Regions from separate parts of the Drosophila melanogaster genome. Here region 1 is linked to region 2. Evidence: chromatin contacts called from public Hi-C data. All regions are on one chromosome and are shown on one strand. The core of a region is the stretch at or near the end of the contact, and the rest is flanking DNA. Distances in the headings are between cores, read along the strand shown.

Region 1 (7,354 bases), core at 4,588-7,087, 160 kb before region 2:
AGTACAGCTGGCTACACTGAACAAATACTTGCTTAACCTGTGAATAATCCCTGATAAAAATACTTATGAGTATCTGCAAAATATGCTTATTTAGCACATCAAATAACTATTTATTGTACCTTAGCGTTGAAAGTATGTTTCCACTGTTATCTATTCCACATTAATAGACAAAGTAATGGTTTTTCTCTGTGCATCCAGTTGTGCGTTAGTGAGTGAAAGGGCCTCATGAATCCCCAGAGTCGTTTGAAAATGGTCTAGCGACGCCCCGAGACCCAGAAATAATGACTAAACCACTCACATATAGTTCGATTTCGAACGGCGCCGTCGAATGATAATTTCACCTTGCTCGAAAGGTTTTTCGGCTGTTTCCCTGCGTGTGTGAGTAAGTGTTTCGTTTACTGAACTGAACCACACACACAAGTTGTTGTTTGGTAGCTATGCGGAATTTTAGATGATTCATTCATTACTTTGCGCCAGCGACTTATTTTTCCCATCGACCGCTAAGGGGGGATGATTTAGTAAACGACCCCACCACCCCCCGCGCTGATCATGCAAACCAACAATGCAAAAGTTGTGTATTATAATGAATCCGATCCGAATCCACTGGCTTTAGTAGCATTTGCCAACGAATGTTTTGTCAGAGTCTCCAATGCCTGCGACATACTCATCCACTCACACACACGTACTCGGTGCAAGTACACTCGCAATAAAATTATATATATTTTTGCGGAGCCACTCACTCAGTGGATTGCAATGTAATGTTCGCAGGCAATGGTACACGATCTACACGTGAACTTCTTTTGACCCTCTTTGCATCTGGAACACGCTCTTATTAGCTCGACAAGACAACTGACAACAGCAAGAGATTGTTGTATCACTGTTACTGAAAATATTTTTTATTTTATAATATGAAATTTCTAATACCTAAAATGTATTTTTGATCTGGGCATTAAGATTTTCTCATCTCTGGTTTCGTTAAAGGAAAATTGTGGGGAAAACTGAAAAAGCTCGACAGTCCGTGTTTCATTGAAATCGAAGCGTGACTTTGGAGCGGGTGCCGCTTCACATGCTGATAAATATAACCAATTATTGTGCTGATAATTGACGTGCTCCGCTCTCACATGGCATAACAATAGTTCTTTTCAGCAACAGAGATATCTGGGCGGGGAAGGCGGTCGAACAAAACGGGCGAATGACGCCAAAAGATTATGCAGATGCCCCCCAAATATAACACATCCAAAGGGGCGCCATAAAATGGGATTGATAATGCATTATTATTAATAATGTGCAGTTCACCTGGCCTCGAACCCCCTTACCCAAGGTCCTTTCACCTGTCGTGAGTGTAGCGATCTATTTTTAACGACTTCTTTGGCCAGCTATCAGCTGGTTATATCAAATGCGGTGATAAGGGGCCCGCCGATAAGGAAAAAGTTGTTTGATTAGCTCATTTGACTTACGCTTCCCGAACAAATTGTGTGCTCGACCTCATATTAAAAACATGGCATTTAACAATATCAAAACCATGAGCTTAACTTGCTAGTATTCACTTATATAAATGCAAATTAATGATGTTACATGAATTCATTTTGTGGGACTTATATTTATATATTCCCAACTGCAAGAACCACTTTAATGTGTTAAATTAACATACTTTGTATTCGTGGCACATTTTAGTGCAAGCATCGAAGTCTGTAATTTTCAAGTCCATTTATATATTTCAGTGCACATAATTGTACATTCTTGGGCCCATAAACGAATTTCAGGGTGATGACAATTATTAGAGGTCGATGTGTTAATTATTCGCTATCCCGTTCCCTGTTTGCCCCTTTGCTCTTCTGTAGTGCAGTAAACCGAGCTGAATACCTAACAACAATAAGTAATCATAGGATTTTATCTCTTCTTTTTGCAGCACGAGTCAGCGAGGACAGAGAGATGAGCAGGGGCCGAAAAACTCGAAGGAAACCGTCGCCAAACCGTGGATCCATATCGCATCGCTCGAGCAGTTCATCGATGGCAGGGGGGCGGGGTTATCGCTTAGATTAGATTGTCCTATGGCAAATTAGCTTACTTCAACAACGCACACAAACACGCACATATGATATACATAGATACTGTATTATTAAATGTAGGGACATAAGTTTGATTACTCTTTATATACCCGTATATATACATAATTGTGATTTAAGCGATTTTATCAAATCAGCATTATGCGACTCTTTATAAAATTCGTCGTAGTCAGTAAGTGCAAACGAACCCTAACAGAGAACATGCAATACTTGTTGTACATTACCAAAAAACAAAAAAAAAAAATCAAAACAAAACGAAGGCGATAGATATAGCAAGTCGAAATGAGTGTAACAAGTGCCATTAGGACTAGAGCTAGCAGCAGCAAGCGACACACAGCAAGATTATCTCCACAATTTATGCATTTCCCATAGAATACAGATATCGATGCAACAGATAACTAATTAGAGCCAGCTAGACAGAGCTTGTATGTATATTAGCTGATATTCGCAGTGTGGACGGGATTGAGGGATAAATGTTCGATATTCCATTTTAATTAGTACAAACGTAAGACTAACCAAACGCCACAAAAGAACAGATTAAAGTAGATTCCCTTGTTCCTTCCTTGGAGATATTTGCCATACGCACAAAGAAAATTGTAATTCTATACAAGCCCCTATCACAATAGAGATGTTATTTAACGCCGTAATGTGTGTGTCAAAGCTAAAGTGAAATATTGAAATATTGTCCCTAGAAAGACTATATAGATCATATAGAAGTGGTATACGTACACTAAACCTACTCCCAACGGGAATCATAAGCAATGCCAATTGCCGAAGAGAATATATTGAAGAAGGTTTAAACTACCTATTTTTCCATTATCCTCTCAGTTCGATATTTTATGCTATTTCCCACCACCACAAGTTCTATTCGAAAAGTATATCTGTGGGCTAGTCGCCAGACTACAGATATTTTACGAAAACACAACGAAGGCGAATGAAAAAAGGAGTGCATTCAAGGATCTTTCGCCAGCCGGTGTTAGCTTTTTTATCTGTTATATATACACTTACCGATAGGGATTATATTTTACTTGCAATTTTGATATTAATAGGGAAAATGGATTGCTGCTGCTGCAGATCGGTTCATAGTTAAATTTTATATACGAAATGAAATCCCAATATTTGGCCTACAATTATGCATTCATAATTTTTAAAGAGCTTAATTATTAATCGAAAATATACTTGATTTTCTTAGTTTAGCTTAAATGAGTATTAGGCAAGGCAACGAACGGATAGTATTTTGGGGCAGTAGAAACGGGGTTAGATTGCCTTTTTGGAAACCGAAACATACCCGACATTACATATTCGCAAACGCATTTAAGACGAACGCAAAATTTGCAATTAAAAACGTAAATGTAAAATGGAACTTAAGTCTTGAAACCAAACAAAGAACAACATAAAGTAGCATAATTTTTTATACGCAACTTTTATTGCAAATGTAAAGGGACGAATAGGAGAAAGAAGAAGCTGACATCAATTTTGATCGATTCGTAATTATATTAGTATACACTAAAAGAATTGGCTCTATTTCAATTAAACTTAAACGTAGATAAAATACAAAATGCATATTATTGTGCAAGGTCAAAACGACTTGCCAAAATAAACGTAAACAGTATAATAAATAAAAAGATCTAGATATTTAGAGAAGCGGAGAAACAATAACGATACATTAGCGCTTTACCAATCGGTTAAATTCAAAGAGCAAACCCTACTATACGTTTTATGTTTTATGTGTGCACGTTTAATTTGCTTGAAACCTAAGTCGTAATCTATATTCTACCATTATTTAGATATATTTTGCAATTTACCACTTAAGTCAATTTTATACACAGACCCAAATCCATTTAGTACACGTAGTCGTCCCCATCCACTTCGATCATTGAAGATGGCCCTCACAATTGTATGTATTTAGTTTACCTTGCACTGTAATTTTTATTTTGTGTTGTTAAATATATCGTTATTTACTTATTCGACCAAAGCTTTCTGTTTTATAATTATTTACATTGAGGCTGCAGTTAAAATAATAGCAATTGATTTACAAACATCTGAGTGCAAATACTTGCATACATTAGCTACTCAAATGAGCAGTGGAAGTGGTTCCTTTGCTACACTTATTTTCAATTATGAAAATAAACGACCTTAACCGTACGTAAAAACAACAAACACACTAAAAATTCAAATTTTCTGTAAGAGTTACAAACGACTAATATATTAAGGTATTTATTTATAGGGCTTAATTAATGAAGCTTTTATTTTGACTGCACCTAAGACTTGTCCATTACAGCCAAACATCCTCGCGGTATTTGTCCTGCTTCCTCAGTTTTTTTAACAGCTGCGAAGCTTCTTCTTCAGTGAGATGCATAGCCTTCTGCAAGCAACGACTTAAAACACCTGCAATGGACTGCGAAATCTTGGCGCCATCGGCACAAATGTACAACACAGTCTCTGACTTCATCAGGAACTCGACCAGATCCTCACAGTCCTCCTCCAACATATGTTGCACGTAGCTGGGGGATTCGCCTCGCGAGTAACACATCCGTAGGCGCTCGAGCAACGAAGATTCCTGCCACTCCATTAGTTTTTCACGCTTAAGAACTGCTTCTGGGGTCTTGGCACCAATGTAGAGCCAGGATTGCCCGCTTGGCTGTTGCGGCTGCTGTTTTATAAGCTCTTCCTTGTGGGCTAAGAATCCAAGAAAAGGCGCCAGACCTGTGCCAACAGCAATAAGTATTTGGTTTCTGCCCACATCCCGCTCTGTGTAACGGAATAGGTTGCTCATTCGTGGGTAGATAACTACTTTTTTGGAATGCTCCGGACTGCTTTGCTGTGCAGCCGCCTCCAACATGCTGGTTGTGACTCCAGGTTTGAGGCTGAGCAGCGAGTAGATAACGCGAAGTTCGCGATTACTAGCCTCCAAGGGACTGTTGGCAATGGAGTACGGTCGCGGCAGCAGCCGTGGCAAGTGCTCTGCCAGGAATGCCAGTGGTGGCCTGCAGTTGACGCACACTTCAAGAATGTCTATGAAAAGCAGGCCTTGCTCTAATATCAGCGATTGGTAGTACTCGGTGGCCTGTTTAGAGGACAGACAGGACAGGAAACAACGCTCTTTGTCATCGCTTGTAAATCCGGCCAGGGCGCTGAGGAGCTGCTTCTGCGGAACAAAATTAAGGGAGAGGCAGTGGGTAAGGATCTCCCGGGGAGTAGTAGTTGCTGGAATGTGGGCGGGTAGCTTAGCATTCTTATTGGCGCAGTTGAACACCAACTTTAAGTGGCAAGTGGTGTCGGCCTGGTCTAACAGTTCCAGCCGATGGAGCAGACTTTCCACTTGTTCGAGTTTATTAGCAGGCAAAATTCCAATGGTATCCCCGGGCTGGTAATCGAACGTGGACTCCAGAGTCAGCTCCACCACGCGTTTTGTCTCTGTAGCCTTATCAGCAGACACGAGCACCTTGCTCTCCTTTATCTCCACTGAACTTGGCTGGAAATCAGGGCGGGCGAATGGGAACTTTAAAATATCGCAGCATTTAAGTTGGCCGCATGTTTCGGTGGGTCTCTACAAAGATAGGCTTGAAAAGGCTATTCTCACGGTAGCTCCTAACTCACCTGCTCTTCGTCCGTGAAACACAACTCCAGATTACCGACCAGCGGCTTGGCGGGGATGTATTCACTCAATTTATAAGCTCCTAAGTCCATTTTTCCCGTATTTACCAATTCGCATGGGCAGCAGTCAAATCGTTAACAAGCGGTAGTGTTGGAAAGAGTTTATTTACAGCTTCCCTTATCAAGGGAAGCTGTAAAAGATTAAATGTTTATTTTAAATTGGTCTTCATCTTTGCCAAATACAACATTAAGGATTATCCTTAAATTATTTGTTTTAAAAATTATCTGTACCTAACATTTCTTAGCTTGGGAAGGTACCTAATCAGAAACCTACCTTTGTCAACACTGTACGACATCGGTGTTATCGATATGCACAGTTATCGTTAGCATGAGGAGCTTTATTTGTTGCTGAACAACAAACCGAAATCTCCAGTAAATTCGGTAAGGATCAATTTTAAAAAGAATGGCAGGCAACGCCAACAGTGACGACGAATTCCATGATGCGATCGGGGAGGAGATAACCGAAAAAGAGGCCACCAGCACGCGGCAGAGCGAAAAGGACGTGGATGAGATCGTGGAGAAGCAAAACCAGCTGGCGTTGGATGACGAAGCGGAACAGGGCGCGGCTGGTGGAGATTCCATCGCGACACCAACGACAGTGGACTCTGAGCTAACCATTGAGGAGTTGCGCGAACGGGAGAAGGATCTCAGCCCAGAGCAGCTGACAGCTAACAAAGAAAAGGCCGATAAGCTGAAAGTTGAGGGCAACGAGTTGTTCAAAAATGACGACGCCGAAGGCGCCGCCAAGACCTACACAGAAGCCTTAGACATTTGCCCCTCGGCCAGCTCCAAGGAGCGAGCAGTTCTCTACGGAAACAGGGCTGCTGCCAAGATTAAGCTGGAGGCCAACAAAGCGGCCATCGACGACTGCACAAAGGCTATAGAACTGTGGCCGGAGTATGTGAGGGTGCTTTTAAGGTCTTTATTTTAATATCTCCCTTAAAATTTCTAAAGTCTAATTACATCTTACAGGCGCGCCAAGCTCTATGAGCAAGAAGACAAGCCCGACGAGGCTCTGGAGGACTACAAAAAAGTTACTGAGATCGATCCCGGTCAGCAGGAGGCTCGCGAGGCTCAGATTCGGCTGCCGCCAATTATAAACGAGCGCAACGAGAAGCTCAAAAACGAGATGATGTCCAGCTTAAAGGACCTGGGCAACATGATACTCAAACCGTTCGGACTGTCTACACAGAATTTCCAAATGCAACAGGATCCCAACACGGGCTCGTATTCCATCAACTTTAAATAAAAACCTAGCTAGCTAATGCTCTGCAGATCAACAAATAAAGCCGTATTCGTGGATGATGTGTAAAATAATAGTCAAACTGTAGCAAAACGTATCAAATTCAGTTCTCGTACATTTTCACCTCTGTAGAATATGCAAATGTGAACCCATTTTCATAACAAACGGTACCAAAAAAATCCATTAATTATATTTAATGTAAAATGCATGGTGTGATATGCTATTAATATATGAGGTTTGTTCCAAATTTTACTGTCTGGTTTTACAAAATTCAAACGGTTCTTTTGAGAGGTTTTTAAAAGTCGTGAACCAGTCGCAGTTCTCATGCAATCACAACAAAATAGCCACTTGTCATCTCTGTTACTTCGATACCGATAACCATAAATAT
Region 2 (6,583 bases), core at 2,234-4,733:
TGAAGCCAATGTGACAAAAAAATAAAAGCAAATAAAATTAGGAAAAATTAGGTGCTATCACAATTCTTCATGATTTTTAAGATGCAAAATCTCAAAAAAAAAAAATGGGCATTTGCGAATTAATAAAACTTTATTTGCTTAAAATACATAGTTACGAAAATTAAAAAAAAAAACACCAATTACTAATCGCGCCACTGGATCATCAAAGTAAATAGAAGACTATTTTTATTTCAAGTTACAACGTCTGATTGGCCGGCATTTAAGTTAATGACGCTGATCACATACAATACCGAATAGCACACGGCCGTATTAAATTGGTTAACTGGTGGAAAGGAAAGCCTGAATCTTGGTTACCGTTCCGCCCAAGACGATTAACAGGAAATAATTAGGTATTCCCACTCGTTTTGCGGTCGGGTTCACCCCCCCCCCCCTCTCTCTTTTTCCTAACCATTGCCTTAATTTCTACTTTCATCTAATATCAGTCTGCCCGCCCGTTTGTCTTCGATTGCTTGCCAGCTGCGAACGGGAGTCGGAAAATGTTATCTACCCACTAGTTTTTTTTTCGCCAACGACAAACGAGAAGGCAAAACAGCATACACACAAATGATAGTTGTACCGTTACTCGGGGCTGTAAAAAAAATCACAAAAACTAAAAACCGCCGATAACAATTAAAGAGTATATTGCTGTGGGCAAAAAGCAAAGACGATTGAGCAGTCGACGAAATGAATCAGAAACAAGTTCAAGTTCTACTCCGATTACAAGTTCCTTCGGAATCCCCCGCCATCAACTCATAACTAGATAACAGAACCTCTTTAAATGCTGTTAAATGCACACCACAAAAATCGTTCACCAAACGGTTGTTTCACTTGGTCAAGTTAAAGAAAAGATACTTTAATAAATCGACGAGAAGAATGCTTATGTTAATAAAGATTTTAATTATAAACATCCAGTAGTTTTTCATGTTACATTTTCCCTGTAAAATCAAAACAAAACGTACCTCGTCCATCAATACCTAATTGGTCTGGTATTTCTAGTTGGTTGGCTTTCTTAGGGTATTTCATTGCCTCGGCAAGTCTTATTTTTCATGCTTTTCTTGTTATTGCTTTGACTGTATTATGGCTTAATATCCTGGGGGTAAAACTGGTTCATACACACACCAGTATCTGTGTTTCTCTGTGTACATATGGACGGGAATTAACGTATAAATGCCTGAATGTCCACCGATCGATCTCCGTTTGACTCTACTTCTTCGGTGTTTCTGGCTCCCCAGTTAAACCCATTTGTATTTGGTTGGACTCCGCGTACTGTTTTTTTTTTTTTTTTCAATTTTGTTTTTATTACCTTTTGGTGTCGGTTTGGTTTCTTAGCTTTCTACGCCTTTTGCTTCTGGCCTGGTATGAAAACGGGTTCGCATTTTGTCGCTCCCGGTTGTTCTTAAAGATAGCCTGTTTTTTCATGAATCACAATGTAACAAAGGCTCTTTGCTGTATATTGCACCTGGGGTTTTACACGAGGTTACCGAATTTCCATGGGTTAAAAAAAAGTAAGCACAGCTCTGTAAGCACTCGACTATTGAAATTATGTATTCAGGTTTAAAATTAATCCAAGACTGTAAAATGTAGTTTTACGGCATATCAGTTATTAGAATTGGTCAAATTATCTGAGTTTTTAAAGACTCCAAAGAAAACGGTTTGAAAAAATTTATTTTCATTAATGAAAGTTGGGAGCGAAAATTTGCATTTCTTTGTAAGAAAACAGTGTGACATAACATTCCCATCAACAAATTAACACTTGTTGCAAAACCAGATGGGTTTCCTGAGTAATAAAATGACAATAAGCCCGTTTTTAAGAAAAATGGTTGAGAAAATAAATAAATAAAAAAAGATCACACATGTTCTTAATATTCTATATTTTGTTTGTTGCGTTTGAAAGCAGGGAAAACCAAATCGATAATTAAAAATAAACCAAGCGCTATAAATAAAATTATGCACAAGGTGGGTTGACCAAACTCACTCATCAACACCACCACACAGAAAGGGATGTGTGTGTGCAAGACAATTTTATCTGTAGCTGTGTGTAGCTCATAAATAAATCAAGTGTAAATTGAACACAAATCCGAATATAAGAAGAAAGGGCGAGGAAAGGAGAGAATTAGACCAGAGGAAAGCGAATAGGAACAACAGAGAACTTGCGCTGATGACGGCAATAGTAAAAACCGCAAAAAGCGGAAAATCCCAATTAGAATCCACAACATTAGTAACAACAATCAGAACACAGAAAAAAAGTGGGAGCAATTAATTTGTATGTTCTATAAGTTTAATTTTAATTTTTGAATTTTAAAATATCAAAATATTTAAACAACGTTTTTTTTTAGCTCGAAAAGTTAACTAACATAATGTAATGTATTCAAAATAGGTTTGCCTTTGTTGCTGTGTATCCCTGCCAGAAACAGCAAGGTGAAACCGCAAAAGAATTTTGCCTAATTGGAATATTGATTGGAAAAAAAGGTGACACAGTGATTTCTAAACTGTGACTAACTCAAATAATTGCAAATTTAATTAAAGCCCAGAAAACACACTTATACAGGAAGCCCCATAAGGCCCATAGGTGTTCACTAAAAATGAGGGAAATTACATAAGCAATCAAAGAAAACAAACGGTGCTTAAAATAAACAATGATAAGGAAAATCGAGTGATAAGTGCGTGTGTCTATACTTGTTACTTGTGTGTTTGTTGGGTGACTTATCAGCTGGAGATTTGTGAGTCGCTTGTATGTATTTCACTTTTTTCCTCTTGAAGTGCATTACAATATATTTGTTGCTATAATTTCTATTTATAAAAACAAACAATTTCATTACATTTCCAGCACGAGCAATTGAATTCCAATTATGCAAATCAATTGAAAGGCTAACATACAAACATCTGAAACGGATATGCCCCTTTGAATATTTTATTTATATTTAGATACAAATTAGGGTTTCAACGTTGTTTGATTTATATTTCAGTTTTTGGAGATCGGTTTTAAAAAAAATAGCATCTAATTTTTTATTGGCCAGTGGCCAATTTAACTGCTTTCATCGGAAACATTTATCAAATAATATTTGAAGTGTACATTAATTGCCGATGTGGATAAGTCAGCTCAATTGACAATATGGTACAAAGCGATTCAGCTTGTTGTTATTAATGTGATTTTTGTTGTTGGCAATCAAGTCGTAATTGAATTGATATTACGCCCAGCATAACGACATAGCGTAACATGTCAATATCCATTTTCATTGGCATTTGACGCTTTGAAAGGCAAAGTGGCAGTGTGAAGCACAACAAATACATACAACTAAAACTAAATACAATGGCTGCATTCGCATATATTCACGAAGCATAAATGAGCGCACAGTGGCGCTTTCTTCTTCTGGGTCTCCCCTCTGCCTTTCTCTTCATGCATCACACCAAATGACCTATCACACTGATAAGCAAAGAGAGCGCGAGAGCCTTGCACACACACACACACATAGCAAAACCACTCGAGAGCCCCAAACACATACACACCAAAGTTGGCTAGATAAGCGCGCCTTGATTAGCAGCGACGTCAGACAATAGCGAGTCGAAATGAACGAGTGACAAGTGTGTAAAAGGAGAGTGGGAAGTAGGCGCTGCACATCTTAAAATGGGAGGTCAGCCCAAATGGGGAGGCAGGAAAAACTGGAAGGAGATGGAAATAGTGACGGATAAAGAGAGATGCAGGCGCCACTGCACCTTGCACAGTGGGCGGCATACGGAATTAATTAATTCTTTAAGTCATAGCTCTGTGTCTTTGATGGGCATAACCAATTATCTGTCTATGACAATAGTTATAGTTACTAACGTTTACCAACACTTAAGTTGTTGGATTCGATTAGTTGCGGGAGCAGAGTAGATGTAGCTAGGACTCTTCGTCCGTCCCCTTCCGTCCGGCCGTTTCTAAGCAAACTAGTATACTACTATCTGCATCGAACTTCTTGAAGTCTTTATTTTATAAGTCAGAACGGGGCGGAACGTTGTTTTGATCATAAAGTGTTTTTGTTGTTTTTATTGTTTTAAATATATAATTACTGCAAGGGTATACAAGCTTCGGCGAAATAAGAATTCTTGTTTTATTATTTATTTGCCAATGTACCCCCCATGCGGCGTTCAATTTAGGGCTGGGCTAGCACGTCACCCATCCCACTTCCACATCCAAAGCAGAGACAACAATTCCATTGACGACGTAGTCTATCAACGCCACAGCCTCTAACTGAAATTGCACAATGATGTCCGTTACGTTTGTGTGTATGTGAGTGGATGTGTGTATGTATTTATGGGGGCGCCTCAATGGCCGATTGACCTTTGCATGTTAGATTAACATTGAATATGAAATCGAATACACCACACCACCTCCCCCTCCCACCATCCAGCAGTCACATATCCTGGTTGTGGGGCATCTGCACCGTGTATCGGTGTGTGAGCTTCTGTGGCGAATGCTTTAATTAGTTTAGCCTCAGCTGGAACACGTACAAAAGCCAAGAGCTATGCAAATGGGTTCTACAGAGGTCAAATAGTATCCACTTTCTCTGTGTTAGCATAAAAGCTACCAACAAACCAACTGTTTCAACTACATATTGGGGTTGAATAATAGCACAAAAGATGTAATATGCGATTGATCTCTTGTGAGATTAATTTACACCCCGCTTTTTGTACAAATTCAAATTAATCGCCCAATTGAACTGGCTTAAAAAACTGGCGTTCCCCAATTATTTCGCTTAAGGCTTAAAGCGATCCTCTTTCCGATATACGCAACGCATATGATTTTACCTTAAGCTCATTTAATGTTATTTACTCAAGTGCAAGTGATTTTTCTGTCACTTAGCGATGCGGAAATGTGAAGCATTCTGGTTTAAAGGAAATTAAGTTTATTAATTTATTATTAAAGCATTGCTTAAAAACCCCAAGCTATTTTTAACGTAGAGGCACAAAAACAATAGTTAACATTTAATAAAAAAAATCTTTAATCTTATCTATAATTTGACTATATGATCTGACGGTTATTATCTACGCCGCAACCGTATGGAAATTGTCGGTAATTTGCTTTCTAGTGTTTTCTTCCGGCATGCTTCAACCTTTCGGATTATTTAGAAGGGGTGAGAGTGACCCCGAGATAACCCCAATCCCAGCTATTCTCCTTCACCCGTGTAGCCCCCTACGTCATTTACGCTTGATTCCTTCCTTCCGCCTTTGGGGGCCGTTTGGGAATTGACGTGGGCGTGGCTTTTTGACATTGAAAAACCTCACGTGCGTTTGCGTTGCCAACAGAAGTTTTGTTTCCTTCGGTTTTTATTTTGTTTTTTTTTTTTTCTTTGTTTTTTTGCTGCAATGTTTGCAGCTTCTTGGCGAGTTCAATGTCGTGGCCAATGCAATTTAAGCAATGACATTTTCACGTTTTTTCTTATTTATCTTTAATCGGCAGGTCTGTCAGTCGATTGCCGAACCGAAGGCCGGGAAAAGTCAATACAGTGCGGCCCTGTATAATAACCATCATCTAAGTTTGGCGTTAAAGACTTTTTCACTTTCTCATCGACTGCGTATCTTCAAAAAATAAGAAACGTAGGTTATCTAACATATTTTTGCTACGTACATAAACTTTATCTAGAATTAATTAAGTAATGGAAATTCAAACTTATACCAGAGTGGAAAATATTCATCTCAGTTTGCAAATAATTGCTTTTCAAATATGGCTGTTTATTTTATTCATTTACGGACTTGCTAAAACGGATGGCGAATAAACAAATACTGATTTGCTAACATAAGCGTTAAAGTTGATTATTAAGTAACGCAGCTAACAGTTTGAATCTTCTCTTTTACTGATATGGAAAATAAGTTACATTTATGTCTATGCTTTCTTCGGTTTCAGCGACGTTTTCTGAAAGCAATATCTGATTAACATAGAATTAGTTGTCCTGTACTTATAATAGGCCACACCACTTTCAAAATACTCTGGATACTGACAGTAATTCCTGCAATAAACAAGATTGTGGTCACACTGCTGCAGTGTATCTAAAATAGTTTCCCACAACCCTTCTGTTGCATGTCATTCGAAACTGAGCCCTTAACATGTGTTTAACACAAGTGGACGATGTTTGGCAGAGTCAGCAACAAACGAAAAAGTAATAAAAAAAAATAAAATATATGAAAACTAACCCGGTGGACTCCGTGGAACGGTACTTTCAGTGGGAACGAGATGGCGAGAAGGGCCTCATGCATGGAATCCCGTGAAAGACGAAGAAGCAGAGCGTCGCGGGGGATCGCCGACGCCCAATGGCTGTCAAACTGTAAGCAGCTGTTGTTGACTTTGAGGCCGTTCACTCTTCGTTGTTGTGTTTGTTGTATTTGTTGCCGCTGCTGTTGATTTAATGCTGTTGCGTTTGAGAACGTGTTTTAATTTTTATTGCCTTCGTTATAATTGTTTAGTTGGCAGCTTGGCTTGGATTTTTCACAATTTTAGCACTTTTATTGCACATCTGGTTGGCTTGAAAATTAACAAATAAACTTTATTTTTATTTGGCTTTGCAAC

The links. A called contact is a pair of places that touch in the nucleus more often than the background predicts.
Region 1: a contact with region 2 is called in a Hi-C map of the Kc167 cell line, with 5 times the contacts expected there. A contact is called at or near these places in 16 of 107 Hi-C or Micro-C datasets (the Clone 8 cell line, the Kc167 cell line, the PNm cell line and 8 more).

What each region holds. Positions count from the first base shown.
Region 1 is chr3R:16,441,690-16,449,043 of dm6, reverse strand. It overlaps CG14882, which reads right to left and starts at 5,837. Exons shown (of 2, transcript NM_001275708.1): 1 at 5,667-5,837; 2 at 4,034-5,616. The coding sequence starts at 5,756. The coding sequence ends at 4,342. Ttc1 (Tetratricopeptide repeat domain 1) reads left to right here and starts at 6,037. Exons shown (of 2, transcript NM_001275707.1): 1 at 6,037-6,641; 2 at 6,696-7,201. The coding sequence starts at 6,127. The coding sequence ends at 6,972. It overlaps Pak3 (Pak3,), which reads left to right. Exons shown (of 2, transcript NM_169719.3): 2 at 1,910-4,037.
Region 2 is chr3R:16,282,036-16,288,618 of dm6, reverse strand. The region is part of intron 2 of gish (gilgamesh); the gene reads right to left. Among named protein-coding and RNA genes, the nearest start is that of gish, 12 kb to the right of the region's middle.